Linked DNA regions of Mus musculus: region 2 is linked to region 1. The links are chromatin contacts, called in public Hi-C maps. All regions are on one chromosome and are shown on one strand. Each heading gives the region's core, a stretch centred on a gene start, on an enhancer-like site or on the middle of the called end of the contact. The rest is flanking DNA. Distances are from core to core; before and after follow the strand shown.

The links. Hi-C and Micro-C count contacts between places; a contact is called where the count stands out from the background.
Region 2: a Hi-C map of the N1E-115 cell line shows a contact between it and region 1, with 2.2 times the contacts expected there. The contact joins two enhancer-like sites. A contact is called at or near these places in 1 of 15 datasets of contacts at CTCF or cohesin (the NIH/3T3 cell line), 1 of 484 Hi-C or Micro-C datasets (the N1E-115 cell line) and 2 of 115 datasets of contacts at active chromatin or transcription factors (embryonic stem cells and pancreatic cancer cells).

The regions. Positions count from the first base shown.
Region 1 is chr17:83,376,083-83,379,963 of GRCm38.p6, forward strand. All of the region lies in intron 1 of Eml4 (echinoderm microtubule associated protein like 4), which reads left to right. Among named protein-coding and RNA genes, the nearest start is that of Eml4, 27 kb to the left of the region's middle. Within about 2 kb of position 2,624, at least 42 of the 459 cell types and tissues checked have an H3K27ac peak or open chromatin away from gene starts, as enhancers often do. A contact at or near this core is called in the N1E-115 cell line, where this site is marked.
Region 2 is chr17:83,544,735-83,549,039 of GRCm38.p6, forward strand. It overlaps Gm41635 (a long non-coding RNA gene), which reads right to left. Exons shown (of 2, transcript XR_877027.2): 1 at 3,610-4,305; 2 at 946-3,151. Among named protein-coding and RNA genes, the nearest start is that of Gm41635, 3.7 kb to the right of the region's middle. Within about 2 kb of position 1,482, at least 67 of the 459 cell types and tissues checked have an H3K27ac peak or open chromatin away from gene starts, as enhancers often do. A contact at or near this core is called in the N1E-115 cell line, where this site is marked.

The DNA.
Region 1 (3,881 bases), core at 1,374-3,873:
TGCTTTTGATGACAGATTTATAGAACTGGTTTTGTGGCCTTAGAATAATGTGTTCCTTTCTGCTCTGAAGAGGTTTATGATCACTCTGCTGTGCTATTGACAAGACATTAGCACATATGCCTTGCATAGTAATCACTAATGTGAAAGATGATGTGTTATATTTTAAAGGATATAATACTCCTTTATATATTTAAAAGATCTAGAATACTCATGGTGCTGAAGGTAGAATGCTGAGTTACTACATGCTAAAAATTACATAAATGCATTAATTTTAGTAAACTTTTAAGATTTATTTTATTTTACTTGTAAAATATTTTGTTTGCATGTTTGTAAGTGTACTGTGCGTGTGCCTGGTGTCTGAGAAGGCCAGAAGGAGGAACTGGATGCCCTGGGACTGGAGTTAGGGATGATGGTACTCCACCAAGTGAGTGTGGAGTTAGGGATGAAGGTACGCCACCATGTGAGTGTGGAGTTAGGGATGATGGTACGCCACCATGTGAGTGCTAGGAACTGAATCTAGGTTCTTAGGCAAAAACAGCAAATGTTCTTAACCTCTGAGCCATTGCTTCAGCCTCTCTAGAATCAGAACTATTGAGCTGAAAACAAAATCCTTTCATTGTTAAATTTTGTGGTGACATGGTTAAATATAAAATTTAAGACAAAATTTTCAAACATAGTTCTTATGTTTGAATTACTTATGCCAGAACCATTATATAAACATGTAAACATATTACATAAACCCAGTTGTCTTGCATTTTTGAGATAGCAGCATTTAAACATGAGCGATCTCTCAAAGGACTGAATTTTAATTTTATTACTCTCTTAGGATTTGTGCCAGTTTTTGGTTAATCATTATCTTGTTGATTATGTTTGGTTCCAGATGACTCATTTTTCAAGGAGCTTTATTGCAACATAGCATATTTACTACAGGAAGCCTGGACGGAAAGGGAGCATCAGGCTGTTGGAGACTGTGTTTCTCCAGTCTTTATCGTCCCAGGTGTTATTAAAGTTAATCATTTTTCAATAACCGTTTTCTCTGTAAACCCAGTACTTCATTAACCAGATGGTACATCATTTACTTCTTGGCAGATGAAAGTTTATCTTTGATAGCTGTTTAAATTTGGTTGTACTACCACAGCGTGCTTAAACTTATTTTATTTTCATGGAGTTGAGGTGACTATTATAGTTAGCTAATAATTTTGGAATCAGAGATCTGAGGGTTGTTCCTTGTTTCTAGAATTTACTACTTTGGAAGATTGGACAAATATATCTCTGAGCCGCAGTATTCATTTAAGTGAATGTCTGAATTCTAATGAATCTACATAAAAACATTTATCTTGGGACTGGGGGTATAGCTTAGTTGGTAGAGTGCTTGTCTAGTAGCATCTTGAGGGCCTGGGTTAGATTCCCCAGCACCACATTAACTGGACAGGGTATTGCACAACTGTATTCCCCAGGAGGGGGAGGCAAGGAGAGCAGAACTTTCAAGGTCATTTCTATTACATAGCAAGTTCAAGACTAGCCCAGACTATGAGATTTAGTCTCAGAACCTAAGTTTCTAAAGGACATAAAAAGAGTGTCTAATGCTTAATATGTACTTAATTCACTGTAATTTTGTATTGATGATCATTACCTGTTGACATTCATAGTGGATATTTAAAGTGTGGAGTGTTAGCCATTTTAGCTTCCTCTAACTAGGCTCTAACAAGCAATGGACACGACGTAAAGGAGATGCCTCCTTCTCTTTCTGAAGTCAGACTTTGATAATAGAATTGGTGAATCCAAAGGACAGGTGGAGAGTCCACTGCAGTCAACAACAAGTCTAGACCATGGATGCTTTTCTATGAGCAAGTTTAATTAGCCACGCCCTCTCTGAATGCATTCCACTTAGGCTGGCAGGGAGTGGCAAGAGAATTCAGATCTGTCTTCGGCAATCTAACAGAGACCCTGGGGCAAAAACTAGAGCTAGAAAGGGAAAGAGGCCTGCCTGTCTTTTATGGGGTATAGGTGGGTTGAAGGTTTCGGGAGCAAACAGAAAAGATAAAGTGTGATGAGGGTGGGGGCAATTAAAAACATGAAAGCAATTTGTTTTCCAAGACTAAGGCTAAAATTTAGGATGAGAAGCTGCTGCGGGCAGTAGTCAGTGGTCAGAGAGGCGTGAACAGAATAAATTGTAGCCAGCTGTCCACTCCTTAAGTCAAAGAACAGAGATGATCACAGGGACCTCGGAGCTGCTCAGACCGGCGGTGCTGGAAAACTAGTTAGGTAGTCAGTCTAGCATTAAATCTTGTCTGTAATTTGGACAGTGGGAAATGGGATTGTGGATAATGATGAATGATTAAGTCAGTTAGGATCTAATTACAAGGAGGAAAGATGTAACAGGACAGACACTCTGGAGTAGCCACGTGTGCCACAGTAGGAAGATAGATCTTCTGTGTGAAAGGTAGCCAGTGAGCAGCTGCCATTTTTACTCAGCGAGAGTGGAAGTGATGTCTCTCAGAACACCCTCTTTGCTTTGAGTTTATTTGTGAAAGAACATTGCCAAGGGCATGCATAGTGAAGGGTTGGAAAGTGGCCTTCCTATTGGTAGAGAGGACAATTAGGGAAGGAATCGTGCTTTCAGAAATCCTTGTTCTGTCACTTACCAGCCAGATGGTGGATATGTGACGGAGCATCAAAGGGAGGCAGTTGGTTTTCTGGTGGTATCATATGAATTCATTTGTGCAAGCTTCAAAAGACTCATCGAAACAGGGTATTAGTATCTATAACAATCTCTAAGTAATTAGGTTGCTGAAATTTAGGGGAGAGCTATCTATGTGTGGATATGGGGAAGGCTCAAAGATTATCATTTCTGACCTATGCAATACACGTGACTGGTAAGCTATAGATACTGCGTGTCTGACTTTGAATGCTGGTTTGTAATTTGGGAAACGTTTAATTTATTCAACAAATACCACATTCTTATTCATTGGTGCTTGTGACCACTTTCCTTTCCTCCTGCAGTAGTTAAAGAGAGAGTTTCAGAAAGTTAGGTGTCATTGTACTCATAAACTTGCTTTCTAGAGACAGTAATCCTCAAGTTTAGCTGTTTGGCTCTAAATTTCATAACAATTTTGAATTCGTATCTGAAGGAATCTTTTTTTTTTTGGCTTGTTTTACAGACACTCATATGATAACATTGGCATGCCTTTCATTGAATCTTTGGTGGGAAAAAAATAGTACATAAAGAACTAAAATCTCCAAGAGGGAAGACAGGAATATGACAAGCATAATTTACTCAGCATTTCTGCTGTGACTTCTCAGCACTGTGGACCGCCTGCCTCCTCTGCTCTCCTGGGCATGATCTTGGTAACTGAAACAAGTCACAGTCTCTGGTGTTGCCCAGAGCAGCAGTGTGGCAGTGCAGTACACTTTTTATATTTATCAGTTGTGTGTATTTGCATGTGTGCAGCACATGTGTGGAAGTCAGAGGACAAGTTTCAGGAGCTGGTTCTCCTTCCACCCACCGGCTCTGAGGCTTGAACTCAGGCTGCCAGGCTTGGTGGTAAGCACCTTCACCTACCACCATCTCACCAGTACTCAGTCTATGAAGTTGATCTTAAGACTGAAACCTTTAGAAAAGATTTGAGTTACAAGTTGTATGTGTGATATATATGTTCAAAAGAATTGAAATCACTAAAGCATTCTTCACAGTAGTTGAAGCACAGAAATCAGTGAGGTGCCTGTTAACGGATGGATTTTGAAATATGGCATGTGCATATATAATAAAGTACCATTTGACTTTAAAGGAAGGGGGAGTTCTGTAGTTTAGCTCTAGAGGCGGTTAGACTAAACAGACTAAGCCAGAGAACTGGGTGACATTACACGTGGAACTGGAGAAA
Region 2 (4,305 bases), core at 232-2,731, 170 kb after region 1:
CCTCGATAGCAACATCTGAAGCAGCACTGTTTTCTTTCTCCAAATGTTTATTTGGGGACAAACAGAAAGTTATAGCGATAAGTAAGAGATTCCACATGCCGTTCACCTGATGTCTTAGCACCGACCAGAGACCCAACATGCCTGGTCAAAGTCTAACACCCGTACACTGAATTGTATTTGGTTTTTTTAAAATTAGATATTTTCTTTATTTACATTTAAAATATTATCCCCTTTCCTAGTTTCCCCTCTGAAAATCCCCTATCCCCTCCCCCATCCCCCTGCTCCCCAACCCACCTACTCTTGCTTCCTGGCCCTGGCATTCCCCTATAATGGGGCATAAAACCTTCACAGGACCAAGGGCCTCTCTTCCCACTGATGACCGACGAGACCATCTCAGCTACGTATGCAGCTAGAGCCATGCTCTTCCTTTCTTTCTTTCTCTCTTTCTTTCTTTCGTTTTTTGTTTTTTTTCAAGACAAGGGTTTCTCTGTGTAGCCCTGGCTGTCCTGGAACTCACACTGTAGACCAGGCTGGCCTCAAACTCAGAAATCCGCCTGCCTCTGCCTCCCAAGTGCTGGGATTAAAGGCGTGTGCCACTACCACACGGCTGAACTGTATTTCTTACTATTGCTTTTTGAATCTTATTTGTTATCCACTATTGAAAAGCTCGTGATGTTTCAGGGGTGTCTGCTGCCTCTCATGGTAACCATTGACATTGCTCACTGTGTAGATGTCTAACTCCAGCCTATATTTCTTTCAGCAGCACAACACACTAGTCTATACGGCCAACAGGGTGATCTACAGAAATCAGCTTGCATTCTCCTCCCTTAATTCTGTAGAAAGCCAAGGAGAAGGCTCGAGATATGAAAAAGGACACTGTGGGTCCCAACAGAGGCTCTCATGTAAATGTCATGCAGGAAACATTTATAAACAACAGGGCCACAATTGGATTTTGCTCTATATTTGGAAAATTCGGCCCCCTCATTACAAAGCGAGCCGATGTTATCTTATTTAGCTCATTCTTCGGCTCATCTCCTGTAATCATTAAATTACACAGCCATATTTCCAAAGCTCTAAGGAGGAAAAAGTAGATTAGGAATAAAATCTCTTAAGCGCCTTTCGCAGAGCTCCGGATTCAGCCGCGAACGCGGCCGCGGAGCCCCGGGAATGATCTATTCTGAGCCGTCGTCGGGGTGAGTGATTTGTTTCATTTTCCCCGGCTCCCCAATGTTCTTTCTCAGATGTGGAACAAGGATGGAGCCTTTAATATTCTGTTCCTGGATGTGTCCCTGATCGCTCTGTGACCCTGTCCCTCGGGGTGGAAGTGAACGAAGGAATGAGAAATCGTGAAATACACGGATGATCAGAGAGAAGAAATAAAAGTCAGGGGAAAAGGACTGTGGGCTGTTTATCACGCGCCTCTGCAGAGGCTGTTTTGATGTGCTCCGGCCTTGCTCGAAGCTGTCAGGTCGGAAGTCTTTGTTCTTTCCCCAGGAAGGCTCATTTCTCTTAGGTGACTCAAAAACTTAACAAATACTTGGAGAGTTCTCTCAGCATTCCTCAGCCCTGCATTTGGAGGCTGGGTTGTCCTCCCCACTCAAAGCTGTCTCCAGTCTTCACTGTTCCCTTGCATCTCATTAACTCTCATTTTCTATGAGTCCAACTTGGACTCTTCATCAGGGTTTCCCCGGGGTGTCCCTCGGGCAATCTAGTTTTGGTTGAGAACTCCCCAGGGCTGTCTCAGCCTCAAGCTGTTTCCTTCGTTCTGGGTGCAAATACAGGTTCTCCATGGAGATGTTTGAAAAGGACGCTTCCGTTGAGCTCGGCTGGGCCCGGTCCTCCTCCGGCTGCTCTGCCAGGATGTGAATTTGCATTCCAAATGCAGGGCCCATCTGCCTCATTACTACTGTGACTTTATTAAGAGCATCCTTAGAGATCGGCGGCTTTTTCCAGGCAAGCCATGCCCTCTCCTACAAACCCCACAGACCAGCCAGCACTTTAGAACCAAGAGACAAGCCCAAGAGAGCTGCCTTCGCATTCAGGGCAAAACTGAATCACCTGAGAGCACCCATAACTCACAGCTCATTAGTGTGACCTCAAACTCTCGACTCCAGCGAGTCTAGCTTGCAACAGTACCCTTAAAATTGGCTTATTTACAGTCAGCTAGGGGACCAAGGAATGAAACTTACGTGATAAGGTAGCAATTGGTACAGGATCGCTCCCTATGCGCCCCCCTGAGAAAGCTGTTCTTCCGGGCCTCCTCATTAATCAAGAGCCCTATGCCTAGCACACACACTCTCTCTTTTTTCAATATTTCTTATCTCTTTGATTAATTCAATGAGCAAAGATGAGTTTATGGTACGAAAGTGCTCTTATTTGTATCTTAAAAATTTGGTCCCAACTCTCCCTACCACGCCCGAAGTAGAATTTACAGGGCTCTCTATTCCTAACAAGTACAGCCGCCTCAAATTTCCTAATGAGTCTTTCTATCCGCTCGGCTCAAAGGAAGCCAGGATGTACAGAGGACCACACCTAAGGGGGCGATGCTGAACACTGGGGATGCTTGACAGATGCAAACCAGAGGCTCTGTATACCATGCCTCTACAGTATGGTGCAGGGAGGGAACCTCGTCTCCAGACAGGCAGCTGGCACAGCCCAACTGAGCTCAACGTTGCTATGTTGGAGATGACCCTGAACTTTTGCTCCTCCTGTACTCTGTGGGTTGCTGGGGACTGAACCCAGGGCTTCATGCATCCTAAGCAACCGAGCTACACAACCGCAGCCCCTCTTACCTGCTCTTAATCTACACTTCAGCCCTCAGGCCCCACCCCTCCAGGTCACCTGGCCTTTTCTAATCTTTCGCCTCTCCCCGAGCCTTTATTGATGTCTGTGCTGGCGACACCCAGAACTCCAGAGTCTTCCTCCTTCATTCCTTGGGCATGCTTGCTGGGCTGGCACTCTGATTCTATAATCCAAGATGTGGAGGTGGCAGGCAGGGAAGGTGTCAGTCGGAATGGGCTTGGCTGGTGACTTTTCTGTGACTTGAGCTCCAAAGGCTGGGTGTGTTTCAAGGCCAGATGATGACTGCTACGGACAGGTCACCACTAGACAAGCTAGTTAACCTCTCTAAGCCTCCTCCCTCGTTCCTCATCTGCAAAACAGAGGTAAGAAACAGTGCTTACCTCTCACGGCTGGTGGTGGGAGGATTAGACGAGTTAATACACAAGCTGAGAGCTTCCGAGGCACTTGCCAAATAAGTGATTACTATTTTAAAAAACCAGAAAGCAAAGCGAATTTCCTGTATCTGTTCCATTAAAGAAAAATGCCAGTACAAGCAGACTGGACCTGTGGTATTGGTAGCTGCATAATATTATTAAGCCTGGATGTCATTTTTTTTTCTTCAAGAACACCTCAAAATGACACTGACCCAGCGATGGAGCAGTGAGTAAAGGTGCTGCCACCAAGCCTGACAACCTGGGGACCCCACGGTGAAAGAAGTCTTTTATCTCCACAGGTGTGTCATGGCACAAGTCCCCCACCCCCAACAAACAAACAAACAAACAAATAAATAAATAAATAAGAAGAAGAATACTTCCCAAGGCATAATACCTCCTACAACTCCAGCCATTTCATCCAAATTTCGGTCTTAACAGCAGATGGGCTTTAAAGAGGTATGGCAACCGAGGAAATCCCTTTAATTGGCCTTCCTGGAACTCTGACATGACATTCATGCTCACATTTATCGCGCAGGACTCGGTCACACCGATGCTAAAATCCTATCGGCAAGAACAGAGTTGTGTGGCCACAATTTCCTGCAGAGGAAATGGATTTTTCTCCCCAAAACACTTATGTTCAACTCAAAGAGGAAGGAAACACAGAGGCGGGAAGGCAGCAGCCCCTGTTCTAATGCCAGGCCAACAGCCAGCCTAAGACAGATGGAGGACAGAGCTGTTCTCCCAAGCGCTTCAACCAGCGCCCCCAGCAGGAAGTTCCTACAGCACTAAGCTCTGCGTCTGCCCTTGGTTACAGCACGGAGTGTGCCTCCCACTGTCCCTGGGTTCTTATCACATCTATCTTTACATCTTCCCTTCCTCTCTGGTCTCAGACTACTTGCTTTCTCTATAATTCTAAATTCTCCCAGCATCCTGCTGAGCAACCGAACTTCAGGGTTAATCCAAAGGGCCCGGGGGTATTGTTGCCTCTGAAGCAAACCTTTCTCACTGAAACACTCTCCTGGCCATTCAAAGCATTTTTCTAAATCCACTAGTGGATAGAGCTGGTGGATTAGCCGCCACGAATTTAGTC